Linked DNA regions of Rattus norvegicus: region 2 is linked to region 1. The links are chromatin contacts, called in public Hi-C maps. All regions are on one chromosome and are shown on one strand. Each heading gives the region's core, a stretch centred on a gene start, on an enhancer-like site or on the middle of the called end of the contact. The rest is flanking DNA. Distances are from core to core; before and after follow the strand shown. Region 1 holds the start of Pcdh18 (protocadherin 18). Region 2 has its middle 97 kb from the start of Pcdh18.

Region 1 (5,665 bases), core at 1,091-3,590:
GTATGGATGTCACATGACCTTGGATCTATGATAAAGATGTTTTCCTCATTACCAGCTACTATGGAGCAGGTGAATTCAGCATTTGCACCAGAGTCTCTGTCCACTACCCTTAGTCTTGTGACATGGAAACCACTTTCGACTCCTTTGGGGATGGAGATGTCTGCAGTGTTGTTGTGCATTGCAGGCCCTACAACCACAGGGACATTGTCATTCTCGTCAATGATGGTCAGCACAACTGTGGTGTTGCTTGAGAGTTGCTTCTGACTCCCTCCATCCCTTGCTTCCACCACAAAAGTGATCTGACTCACTTCCTCATGATCAAAGATCCTGAGGGCATAGATGGCGCCATTGGATGGATCAATGGTTACATACGTGGTAATGGAACTTCCCAAGACAAAACTCTCCAAAATGGTGTATGTCACATGCCCATTTTCACCCAGGTCTGGATCGGTGGCTGTAACTGTGGTGATGTACGCCCCTGGCGAATTATTCTCTGAGATGACAAATTCATATTGGCTCCTCTGGAAGCGAGGTGGATTGTCATTTATGTCATTGACTTGAACAGTAAAATGTCTCACTGAAGAGAGGTTGGGTGTTCCCTTGTCCTCAGCAATCACAGTCAAACTGTACTCAGATCTCTTTTCTCTATCCAGAGTGGCATTGGTCAAGATTAAGTAGTTGTTTTCATAAGTCTTCTGAAGTTTAAAGTGCCCATGCCCATGAAGCTTACAGATTATTTCCCCATTCAGCCCAGAATCCTTGTCTTGAACCCTGACGATAGCAACAAATGTATCAATGGGATCCCCTTCAAAAACATAAGACACTTCTTCTTTTCCAGGGGACATGAGGTTTATGCTAATTTCAGGCTTATTGTCATTGACATCCACGACCTTAATTATAATTTTGCAATGAGCAGGAATGGAATTGGGACCCAGATCTTGGGCTTGAACATCTATCTCATAGGACTTGGTGATTTCATAATCCACCGGCTTGAAAAGAGTCAAGTGTCCTCTTTCTGAGTCGATCCTAAAAGTCTCTATAATTTTGGGAGACACATGGCTGCTGAAAGAATATACAATTCTCCCATTAACGCCCTCATCAGGATCAGTGGCATTTAGATCGAGGAGCAAGGTTCCAACTGGGGAGTTTTCTAAGAGTTGTATTGTGTAAGAGGGCTGCTCAAAGGCCGGGCTGTTGTCGTTGGAATCCGAAATGCTTATTTTCAGGATGGAGGACCCAGACCTCTGAGGCACTCCCATGTCAGAGGCCGTGAGCTGCAGCTCATAGCTAGCCTTCAGCTCCCGATCCAACTCTTTCACCACTATGAGTTCAGCATACTTGGCCCCGTCCGTCCTGGTCCGCACTTCGATATTAAAATAATCATTAGCAGAGAGCGAGTAGGTGTGGAGGGAATTTTCCCCAACATCGGGGTCGAACGCACTGTCCAGAGGGATGCGAGTCCCAACTGCTGCGCTCTCCGATATCTCAATGGGAATGACGGGTCTCGAGAATTGAGGGGAATTGTCATTAATGTCCAACACGTCCACTTCAATATGGAACAGCTGCAGATGCTCGGTCGGCAGAGTGAGCACATCAAACTCTATCGAACAGTTCAAGTTCTTTTGGCATAGTTGCTCGCGGTCGATTTTAGCCCCTATGCTGATTTCTCCGGTATTCTCATTTACGACCAGGAGAGGAGAATTCCCCCGTGGCATGGCTCGAAAACGAATGGCAGAAGGATTTGGTAGCTTCAGTAAAACATCAGCCACATCTTCTGATAGTCTAGCAATTACCGATCCGACCCTCTGCTCCTCATAAATCCTGTATTTCAGATTCTTACCCAGGACATCGTGGCTGAAAAACGCCATCAGAAGTGAAAGTGCGAATCTAAAGTGCATTTTAGTATTTATTTGGTGCATTGGTCAGTTGCTAGATTCCCTTCTCAGGGACAGTTAGAAGAGCCCAGCAATCCCTTCAACTTCCTCCCCGCCACTCAGAGCTCTCAGCCACATCGGGTCTCTGAGTCTTGAAAGCGACTCTTAATCACACAGCAATTAACAGCTCGCAAACTTCAGTTTTCATACACACCGTTTGGCGTCTTCCAGACAGGAGCCTGAAGTCCCCTCCTAGTCCGGGTGGCTGCCGGTCCTCCTGGCTGGGAGCAGCGTGTCACCTCGGCCTGCCTCCCTGCGTGGACTCCGTCCCCATCTATTGCAGGGTGCCGGAGGAGTCTGCAGTGTGTCTTTCCCGGGCGATTCTTGATTTTTTTTCCCCCTTTCCTTTTCTCTGCTCCGCTGCAGACTAAACACCCGTGATTGCTGACTCCAGTCTGAAAATCTCTACAACTTCACTTCAACTCAGACAAAGCTCTTTGCCTGGCGTGTGTTGAATCGCTTCCAGCCAATCAGCGAGCTTCCAAATCCGAAGCTGCTGGAGTCACCGGAGCGAGGGAGGGCGCGCGTGGAGGGTGGGAGCGGGAGGGTGGCGGGCGCGGGCTGGGGACCCGCTAGGGGCGCGGGAGCGCGGCTGGGGGGTGGGGTTCAGTCCTCCCCGCCCCTCCTCCATCTCCATCCACTTTCTCCAAGCGTGCCGCGACAAAGGGGAGACAAATTACAGCAGGAGAGGGGAATGGGGGTGGGGAGACTGGGAGGGAAAGGAAAAAGAAAGGAAGAAAAAACTTTAAATCAACTTCTGGTCGCCTGTATTTATATGGCACATTAAATAGTTCTTGTTTTCTTAATTGCCCTTTTCTTCTGCCACAAACATGTAATCATCTTGCTTTTTTTTCAGGGTTCCTTAACTGCTGGTTTCACTTAAAATACCTCCAAGTGAATTTTGTCGGTGGAGGAATTTAATAAAATGGGGAAACTTGCTTCTAATTATGCACCTTCCCCTCCCCCTCGGCGGGTCTTTTCTCCTCCAAGGAGCACACAAGCCGATTTTCTTGGAGCTCTGTTTTAAAGAACAGCCCAAGTGGAGAGGTTTCATTTTCTTCTTTCTTTCATCTTTTTTCTCTTTGAAGATAAGAAAGGGGCCTATCTCGCACTCCTGATTTCTCTTAATTAGCAAGATTTAAAGGAACACCTCAGAGTTTGGAACTAATTAGCAAAGGAATACTACCTTATTTCAGCCCTTTCTTTAGTTTGAGCAAAAATCTTTCCTGATATTTGTCTTGCACTTAAAAAAAAATCTATTTATCTTGGGCAAAATTGATAGCTTGGGTAAAATTGATAGCATTCGCCTAGCGAATTCTTCCAATGGAGCACTATCTATCCAGAGTGAGTTTTCACAATGAGTGCTGAGGGGACATGGGCTCAATGGTTTACAAGTCAAATTTTTATAATACATACATTATTTATGAAAACAGTTTCCAGATATGTATTTTAAAAACCCAAATGTTGTTTACACTGAGAAATAAAATGCCTGAGCTGAAAATTGCATTTCGTGTGCATCAGAGTGCTTGAAATATCTCAGGAGTATGGTGCTGTATCCAGGTCACGGGGTTGATATGGTATTCTCATTGGGAAATACACTTATTTATGATGTTCTTTCTGCTCTGCGCCTCCTTTTAAGTTTATCACTCTGGCTCCATTCTTGCTTACCCTCCCCCCACCTTTTGCATTATTCCTCAGCTGTCTTCAGCTACTTGCAAATTCCCTGCTTCACAAAATCTCCCTGTAACTTTATTTTCCATTTATTTTCTCCTATTTTGCCCCCAGAAACACATTTTAAAAAAAGTAATTTTCTGATTTTTTCCGCTTTGCTTACTCTCAGCAGAACTCAGCCACAGTCACCGGGAAGATTCTTCCCCAAGAAGAAATCAGAGAAGAGTCCCAGTACAAACTCTCCTTCATTTTAAGCATTCAAAAGCATTTTATGAGCCATTGTCTTCCCCCACACACCCCAAAACCAGTGCTGTGTGTCAAATTGTGCAGAATAGGAATGTCTGTAATGAATGTGGTTAGTGCTAGGTCACGCTGATGAACACTGTGCCCCATGAATAATGCCATTTTACAAGTTTGCCACCCTTTCAAACTGCTGATCCCCAAACCCTATAGACAAACTCGGAAAACTGTCACAAGCAACTGGGACTTAAGAAAGTCACAGCCATCTGGCCTATGTCCCTAACAATCTGAGCCAATAATTATATCAGTTCAGGCTTTAGAGAACTAGGGGGAGAATTCCAAAGTCATCTAAACCTAAGAGTTTGAGGACTTAGCTCTGTGAATGTGGTGAGCATACTGCTAGAACTCATGCCTTGGCTTGCTCACCTTCATTTACAGGATCTGTCTTCTGTTTGTTTAGAGTGCTTTATCGAGTCTTTATCACAAATGTTATGAAAATGACTTCAGTGTCATACCCCAAGGTGTTTATCATAAATTGACAGGTGAGATGTAGCCATTCGGAATGTGTTTCTGTGATTATGACTCTAACAATCATGGAACCATCTCATGGAGTATGGCTTTTACACTTACAGCACTATGGAAACCAAATATAATTTCATTTTCAGAGGCTAATGTCTTCCTGAGTGGTTTACATATCATGTATCCATTTTTCCCCCGCCTATGGTACTAGGGGTAGAATCCAGGGTCTAAGGGCATGATACTTTAAACTAATACTTGGGAGGCAAGTGAAACTCTGAGTTCAAAGTCAGCTTCATCTGCGTTGCAAATCTCAATTCAGTAAAAGGTATAACTCAGGGGCTGTTCTAATATCTATCTATCTATCTATCTATCTATCTATCTATCTGTCTGTCTATCTATGTATAATGTTTCACTAATTCTAACAGTTCAAAATTTCATTATTTCTTACAACTACAAAGTACAAAAACAAAACAAACAAACAAGTCCAAATCTCACAGACTACACCTGAGGGGGAAGATGAGTAAGCTTTGTTTACCCAGTCCCTTGACCATGACCGGATACAACTTATTTCTTTAAGCTTTCACAAATGTGTTAACAAGCAGATGACCTTCTCAAAGAACTTCTTAGGCAACCAATGGAAGAAAGCAAACAGCATGTTCCTAAACATCCATCACCTAGATATGGCAGCTCCTTTGACTAGGAAGAGGAGCGTTCTCATTGCTTGAACACTGTGACCATGTAAGTGAGTTCAGATATGAGAACAAAATGGCCCTGTGCCTTTGGATTTGAAGTTGACTGTGTCTGGTCTGTCGGGTATATTTTCTCCATCACACCCCTCCTCTCTTGTTTATCCATCAATATGCATAGAGAAATGGATTTGTATGTGATTACATGTCTGTAGGTTCATGTGGTGGTGTGTGGGTATTCACATGCATGTGTATACACGTGTTTACATGCACATGTGCCATCTATTGTGATTCCTTTTTTCTTAAATGAAAAGTCATCTTTCTACACCTGAATCATTAATATTTTCCGCCCTCCTAACAAGTGAGGGAAGTTAAGACTCATCTCTACAGCCCAAGTGTCTCATATTGAATGAAAAATGTCTGTTATTGCCGATAGGTAAAGTTAAGACTGCAGTTCCAAAATACAGACATGAATTTTGTAAACATCATAGTCATTAACCTATATTCCATAACAGCATATGGCAATTTAAAAGCAGTCAGAATTTTAGAGTAATAAGTATTCACTTGCAGCTCACCATATCACATCCTGTCTACCACCAAAACATAAGAAAGCAC
Region 2 (6,122 bases), core at 718-3,217, 96 kb after region 1:
AATCGGTCTCATCTGGTGTCTCTTGATCTTCCTCCCCTTCCTGTGTCAGTCTTTTGCCCCCTCTGACTGACTTTGTAAGTTGGTTTCCACTGCACCATATGGCAGCTGAGAGGGCTGGAGAGCAATTATCTGGCTCTGAACAAAGGAGGCTGTAGTGTCACTGTGGCCCATGAATGCATGTGACACGGTCACGTATAGGCAGGCCCCCGGGCCTGTCAGTGGACACTAAAGGGGAAGTTGAAGGAGCTGCCTCCACATAAGCAGAGAAGATGGAGTGCCCCCCAGATGATGTCAGTGCCGCCATGCTTCCTCTGTTTCCCTGCATTCTCCGTTCTACAGTTGTAATTAAAAAGATGTTTCTACACTTAACCTTATCAACTTATTAGTAAAAAAAGTGTGCACAACATAATAAGGGATGAAACACACAAATTCACCCACTTCTGAGCATCTCCAAACAGTGCCTCAAGTATTACACAAGGATTTAAACTCGGATGGAAAGAGCAATTTCATAACGCGAGGAACAGATTCCGTGTCTTTCTCCCTCCCCTTAAGGAATCCTTTTGTGAATTTAACAAGGACTAGGGAACTCAAGAATGAGCACTATGCAGATGCCAGGAGAGCGAATGCCCAGGCTCTCCTGGAGGGAGAAGGTAGCTTTCTAAAATGCTGAAGTCACCACACACAATAGAAGACACAGTCAGAGCCCTCAGCCTATTCCTGTCCCCCTTCTCAAGGTCCTTCCCAGCCCCATCTCTTGTACCTGGATACGGGGGTAATTTGTCTCAGTGGAAAGTTTCAGCAAAACAGGCACACATTTGTTATTAATGAAGTTAACACCACAATGGAAGAATCGTAAATCCAAGCTGTAAATTCACTGGTTTTTAGAAGACTCATTTATTTTCTTCCATCTGATATAAAATACCACTGCAGGGGAAGAAGCAGATATGACTGCACACATTTATGAGGAACATTCCATGCTCTATTGCTGTGGGCTACTGCTGGTCTTAGGAGATGATGTTGATTCTATTTGATGTAGGGTAAGAACACAATGCAGTGCAGAGCAGGCAGCCCCTGCCTCTCACCCATCCACCTATCCACCCACCCAAGGAGGATGGCTGGATCGTGAAATGGCAAGACCCCTGGTATTGTTTAAAGGAACCTGGGCAGACTTCCAAAATCTGACTTCTGTGACCTTTTGCAAGAAGGTAACCATAATATTTCTTCATGAAATAAATCAATGGACATAAGTAGACCGTGTGTGCAGGATCTCCCCTTCCTAATCTTTAAAAAGTGGAGGGAGCTTATGTGGTCAGTTCAGCACATTGTCCACATGTATCCTTTTAGAGACACTTTTTTTTTTATTAACTTGAGTATTTCTTATATACATTTCAAGTGTTATTCCCTTTCCCCGTTTCCGGGCAAACATCCCCCTCCCCCCTCCCCTTCCTTATGGGTGTTCCTCTCCCAACCCTCCCCCCATTGCCGCCCTCCCCCCATAGTCTAGTTCACTGGGGGTTCAGTAGAGACACTTTTTTACCAGGACGGAGTCCTCCCCACCATCTTTTACTTTGAGCGTCATTTAGTGCCTGTCAATGAGGAAGAGCTTTGAAAAGTCATGTGCGGTATTTTTCCTTGGTACATGCAGCCTCGAGCCTGATAGCTATCTGTCAGGAGATGAAAAAGCAAGATCACCTTGGCTTTTCAGTTATGCTCTTCATAAATTCCCTTTCAGAATTACCATAAATGTTTGTTCATGCACGAAGCAGTCGTTAAAATAAACATTCATTAAAATAAACAGATCCAAGGGCTCGGAGTGCCTGTGTTTAGCAAGTAGCAGGCTCCCTCTGTTTCTACTGCCATGAGTTATAAGGCACGTCATCTGCCAGGACGGCTTGTATAGAGGACTCTCCGAGGAACCAACAGAGAGCCAGAAACAAAGCCACCGTTCAGCCTTTTCTATTCACTGCCCCCACATCTGTTTGCTTGGCCTCTGCTCCATTGGAAAGGCTTTGTCCTACCGCCTCTACTCTGTGTTATATGGCTCTGAGCTGCTGGGTAGCAAGTCTCTTTCTCCCTTTTCCTTATAAGACTCGGGAATAGAAATCAGTCTTGTGAAACAGATATCTGAAGAGCAGGCACAGAGACAGCAATTGGTCCTTTCTCTGCTCTGTCCAGTTGGAGTTCTAATAAGGGTTAACTGTAAACTCCAGAACCTTCATTAATCTTTAAAGCAAATCTGACAGACAAGCCAGTTTCTTCAGAGGCAGGCAGAATCTACTGAGTTCCCACTTCTCCTCATTACCAGCTGTTGCTTTGCCTTGTTTTAACACTTATGACGTTGTATTTTTGAAAAATGCACTTCCTCACCAAAGTTGTCCAACGTGAGAGTACAATATATAGAAATAAAAGATTGTTGAATCCTTACTATAAGAATGCTTGGCAATAACAAGTTATACTAATGTTCTTTTATCTAGAACATGACCATTGCCAGATACTAAATAAACAAATAAATAAATTACCCAAGGGAGTTAAGGAAAACGACATGGCTTGTTGCAAAAAGAACCATTGACTGGATGAGACCTGCACATTGTAGACTCGTCTTGCTTTTCTATTGACGCAAGAGGCTGGCTTCTGTGGGATGCGACTTTGGGAATGGATTTTGAATAGGGTCAGTTCTTACTCTTATTGCCAAACTTCTGCATCCATGTTCCTATCCATAAGGAGTTGGGTATTAACCAGCACGTTAAAGATAATCATACTCATTATGGGAACTGAATTTACTTCGTAACTATATAATATAGACATTGAATTACTTCTCTGTACTAATGAATTGGATCAACTCACTAATTCAGAAGCAGAAAATGCCACAGAAGTCCAATCAAAAGTAGTCAGTCAGACACTGAATAGGTGACTTGTACATATTAGCTTACAAGGAGAAATAAAAACCAATGTCACGTGTTTTATTAGTAAGAATTATATCAACTGTTCAAGGAAATAGAAAATTGTACATTGCCACTCAAACGTTAGTGATTGTAATTAGCTTTGCTTGCTTTTTAGTTGTAAAATGATTGACTTCTCCTCTTGGAAAACAACTGAGACACTTGGCAAATAAATACCAAAAAAAAAAAAAAAAAAGAATCAGCAACCGGGCAAGAGAGAAGTTTAAAGAGATTCTGACCTCCTCACATTCTGAAAAATGCTACGTGCGACCTGTCCACTTACGTAAAGGAAAAGGAACGGTTAACCCTAAATAAAGGCAGGCTCTTCACTAGCCAATCAGAGACCACAACTCCAAATCCTATTTGTCTATAGATACCTCCCCATGGTAGGCATCTATACCTCAACATGGCTTCTTGTTGCACATTTTAACCAAAAAAAAAAAAAAAAAGTCAATAAAGAAACAGCTATGGTTCAGAGGGCAAAAAACGAAAATAAAAGCACAGAGATATTATAACTGAGAAGTATGTGAGGCAAGAAATCTTAGCTTAAAGAAAATTTTAAGTCATCACCCAATATGAGAGCTAGCTATCTTTTTACCTTAAATGTTACTTTAAAAAATGTTGCAAATATAAAATATCGCACACTAAAATTAACCAGGCTCAAAGACCAAACTCAGTGAATCTCTGTGTAGTTACAGCAGCCATTCAGAATGGAAGCCGAGGAGTCTCCCATCGGAGAAACAAACATGTGGAGTGTTTCTATTTCTAATTATCTCTTCATTAGACCTTCTTCATAATTATGTAACTTGTGGAATAATGATATCAGGACATAGGGCATTCCCGTGCACAAAACACTCATAGGAGAGGAGATGAAGTTAGGGTGATGATACCATCAGTAAAGTACTTGCCATGTACGTATGGGACAAGAATTCAATTCCCAGGACCCAAGTAAACAGAAGCATGGCTGGTAGGACTGTGTATTCCCAGTGCCGGGGAGAGAGTTGCTGAACTCACTGACCATGTTTCCCAGCCTCACCATAAAGTTTCAGCCCCTAAGAGATCCTACCTCAAAAACAAGGTCAATAATTTTTGAGGAAGCACAGTGGAGGTTTACCTCTGATCTCTACACACATGCCTGTGTACCTGCACAAATGTGTGGACCCCTCAACAAACTAACACACACAAGCACACAAAACGGAAGCTTGACAACCAACCTTGAGCAGCTATAATACTACACAGGGAAACAGGGAACAGAAAAGGTTTCTAATTCTGCTCACACTCAGTTTAGGTACATTAAAAATAAATAAATAAATAAATAAATAAATAAATAAATAAATAAATAAATAAATAAAAGAACATAAAAAACTAAACTGTGAGTTGAAGTCACGTTTTTTTTCATTCAGGAAAAGTATCTATAATTCTTTAAGGAAGCATCAAACATAAAAAAGAAAGGTAAAAGTCACACACACACAAATATGTGACATTGTAGAGGACTGCATGAACTTGCCAATGTAGAATGTAGAACTATGTTTAAATTTTTGGAGTTAAAAGCAAAAAAAGAAAATAAAAATCAGCAACAGGGATAATTGGTATTTCCGGAGCTTGAGGGCTTAGCTTACTTCAACTGGGCATATGGTTTCATTTTGAGGTCTCTAACTTTTAATGAAAACGTTACTATTTCTGTAGGCAGCTTCATTCCTGGAAGAAAAGAGCTAATTAAAATAGGGTTAGGTCAACTGATTTTGATTTTTATCTTATCTTCTAGTCTTCACATTTTTATACAGGACATTATGAGATTCTTTGAAAAAAAAAATAGTACTGAAAAGCAAACCTCTTTAGATCTGGGTTGCGTGACATGCATTGCAAATACTGTGTTCAGAAATTCTCAGTCTCCTTGGGTGTGTTTTCTTTGCTGGTGAAGTCGGGGAGTTATAGTGGCATGTGATTTGATTCAGTGTTTCTTTTCTCAGGAATCCAATTAGTGAAGCAGAGTAACACTTCAAAATTCCCTGCTAGAAGTGGGTTGGTTCCGTCCTGAGAAAATGGTATGCAATATGGTTGACTTACAAGTAGAAGGACCTGAGCTCAAGGCCCAGAACCTATGATAAGAAAGGAAACAATCTAGGTGTGGAGGCTGGCTCTTGTAAAACTAGGGCTGGCTGGACAACCCGACACAGGAGGGTCCCCAGGTGCCCCTAACCAGACAATATAAAACAGAGAAAGACCCTGCCTCAAAACACAAACGTGGAGACTGAAGCATGGTAGCTCAAGTTAGCCTGTGGTAAACATACTACCGTGTATACCTGGACACACATGTACACTAAAGCACATAACCACTATCATGTACAATGTGCACCTGCCTACACACATGCACTAATACACACGTAGGTGCAGTAATATACACATATGCACTGGCATGCAAACAGGTATACTAAGAACACATAAGCTTGCATGAAGTACTTACTTTGATTCCTTTTTCTTTATTAACTCAGACCCAAAACTAACATTAAAGCCCAGAGTGATATCATCTCACTTGTTGAAGCCCAAATCAAGACTATGTATATGACATCATACTCTTTTAAAGCAATAGTATACTTTAAAGTTACATAATATCTACAGCAGACTTACTGATATGTCACAAAAGTGTGCATAAAACAGGTAAAAAGCAAATCAGAAGCACAGTTTGGCTCCTAAGACAAAGTAGATTATTCTATGTATACTGAGTTTTATTGGTTCCTTTTTAAAACGACTGTCTGTGTGTTTGTATGTGTGTGTGTGTATGTATGTGTATTAAATAAACTGACTATGATAATATAATAGACTCAAGAGAGTGTCTCATACTTTCTCCTTTTTCTTTCAAATCTCTGTGACTGGAAATTACCCTTCAAATGGGAAAACTCATTGCTATACTGTACCCAGAGAGTACATCAGTATAACATTTAGGATTTTGCTCAACTTTCTTTTTAAAACACATTTTTAAACTAAATTTGTTTCAGTTGAACCTTGAAGCAAAACAAACAAACAAACAAAGCAAACAAAATAGTGCAATAATTTTCCCAGAGAAAGTAAAGGACAGAGGTAATATAAGAGCAAAAAAATACAAAATACAAAAAAATTAACGACACTCAACAGTGAGAGAGCAACAGAAGGGAAGGACACAGCTATTTACAGTGGTCCCCACAT

Evidence for each region. Hi-C and Micro-C count contacts between places; a contact is called where the count stands out from the background.
Region 2: a contact with region 1 is called in a Hi-C map of liver, with 2.6 times the contacts expected there. The contact joins the enhancer-like site here to the promoter of Pcdh18 in region 1. A contact is called at or near these places in 4 of 12 Hi-C or Micro-C datasets (Schwann cells, frontal cortex, kidney and 1 more).

Annotation. Positions count from the first base shown.
Region 1 is chr2:135,994,486-136,000,150 of GRCr8, forward strand. Pcdh18 (protocadherin 18) reads right to left here and starts at 2,341. Exons shown (of 4, transcript NM_001100524.2): 1 at 1-2,341. The coding sequence starts at 1,919.
Region 2 is chr2:136,091,139-136,097,260 of GRCr8, forward strand. No RefSeq gene overlaps it. Among named protein-coding and RNA genes, the nearest start is that of Pcdh18, 97 kb to the left of the region's middle. Within about 2 kb of position 1,968, at least 39 of the 93 cell types and tissues checked have an H3K27ac peak or open chromatin away from gene starts, as enhancers often do.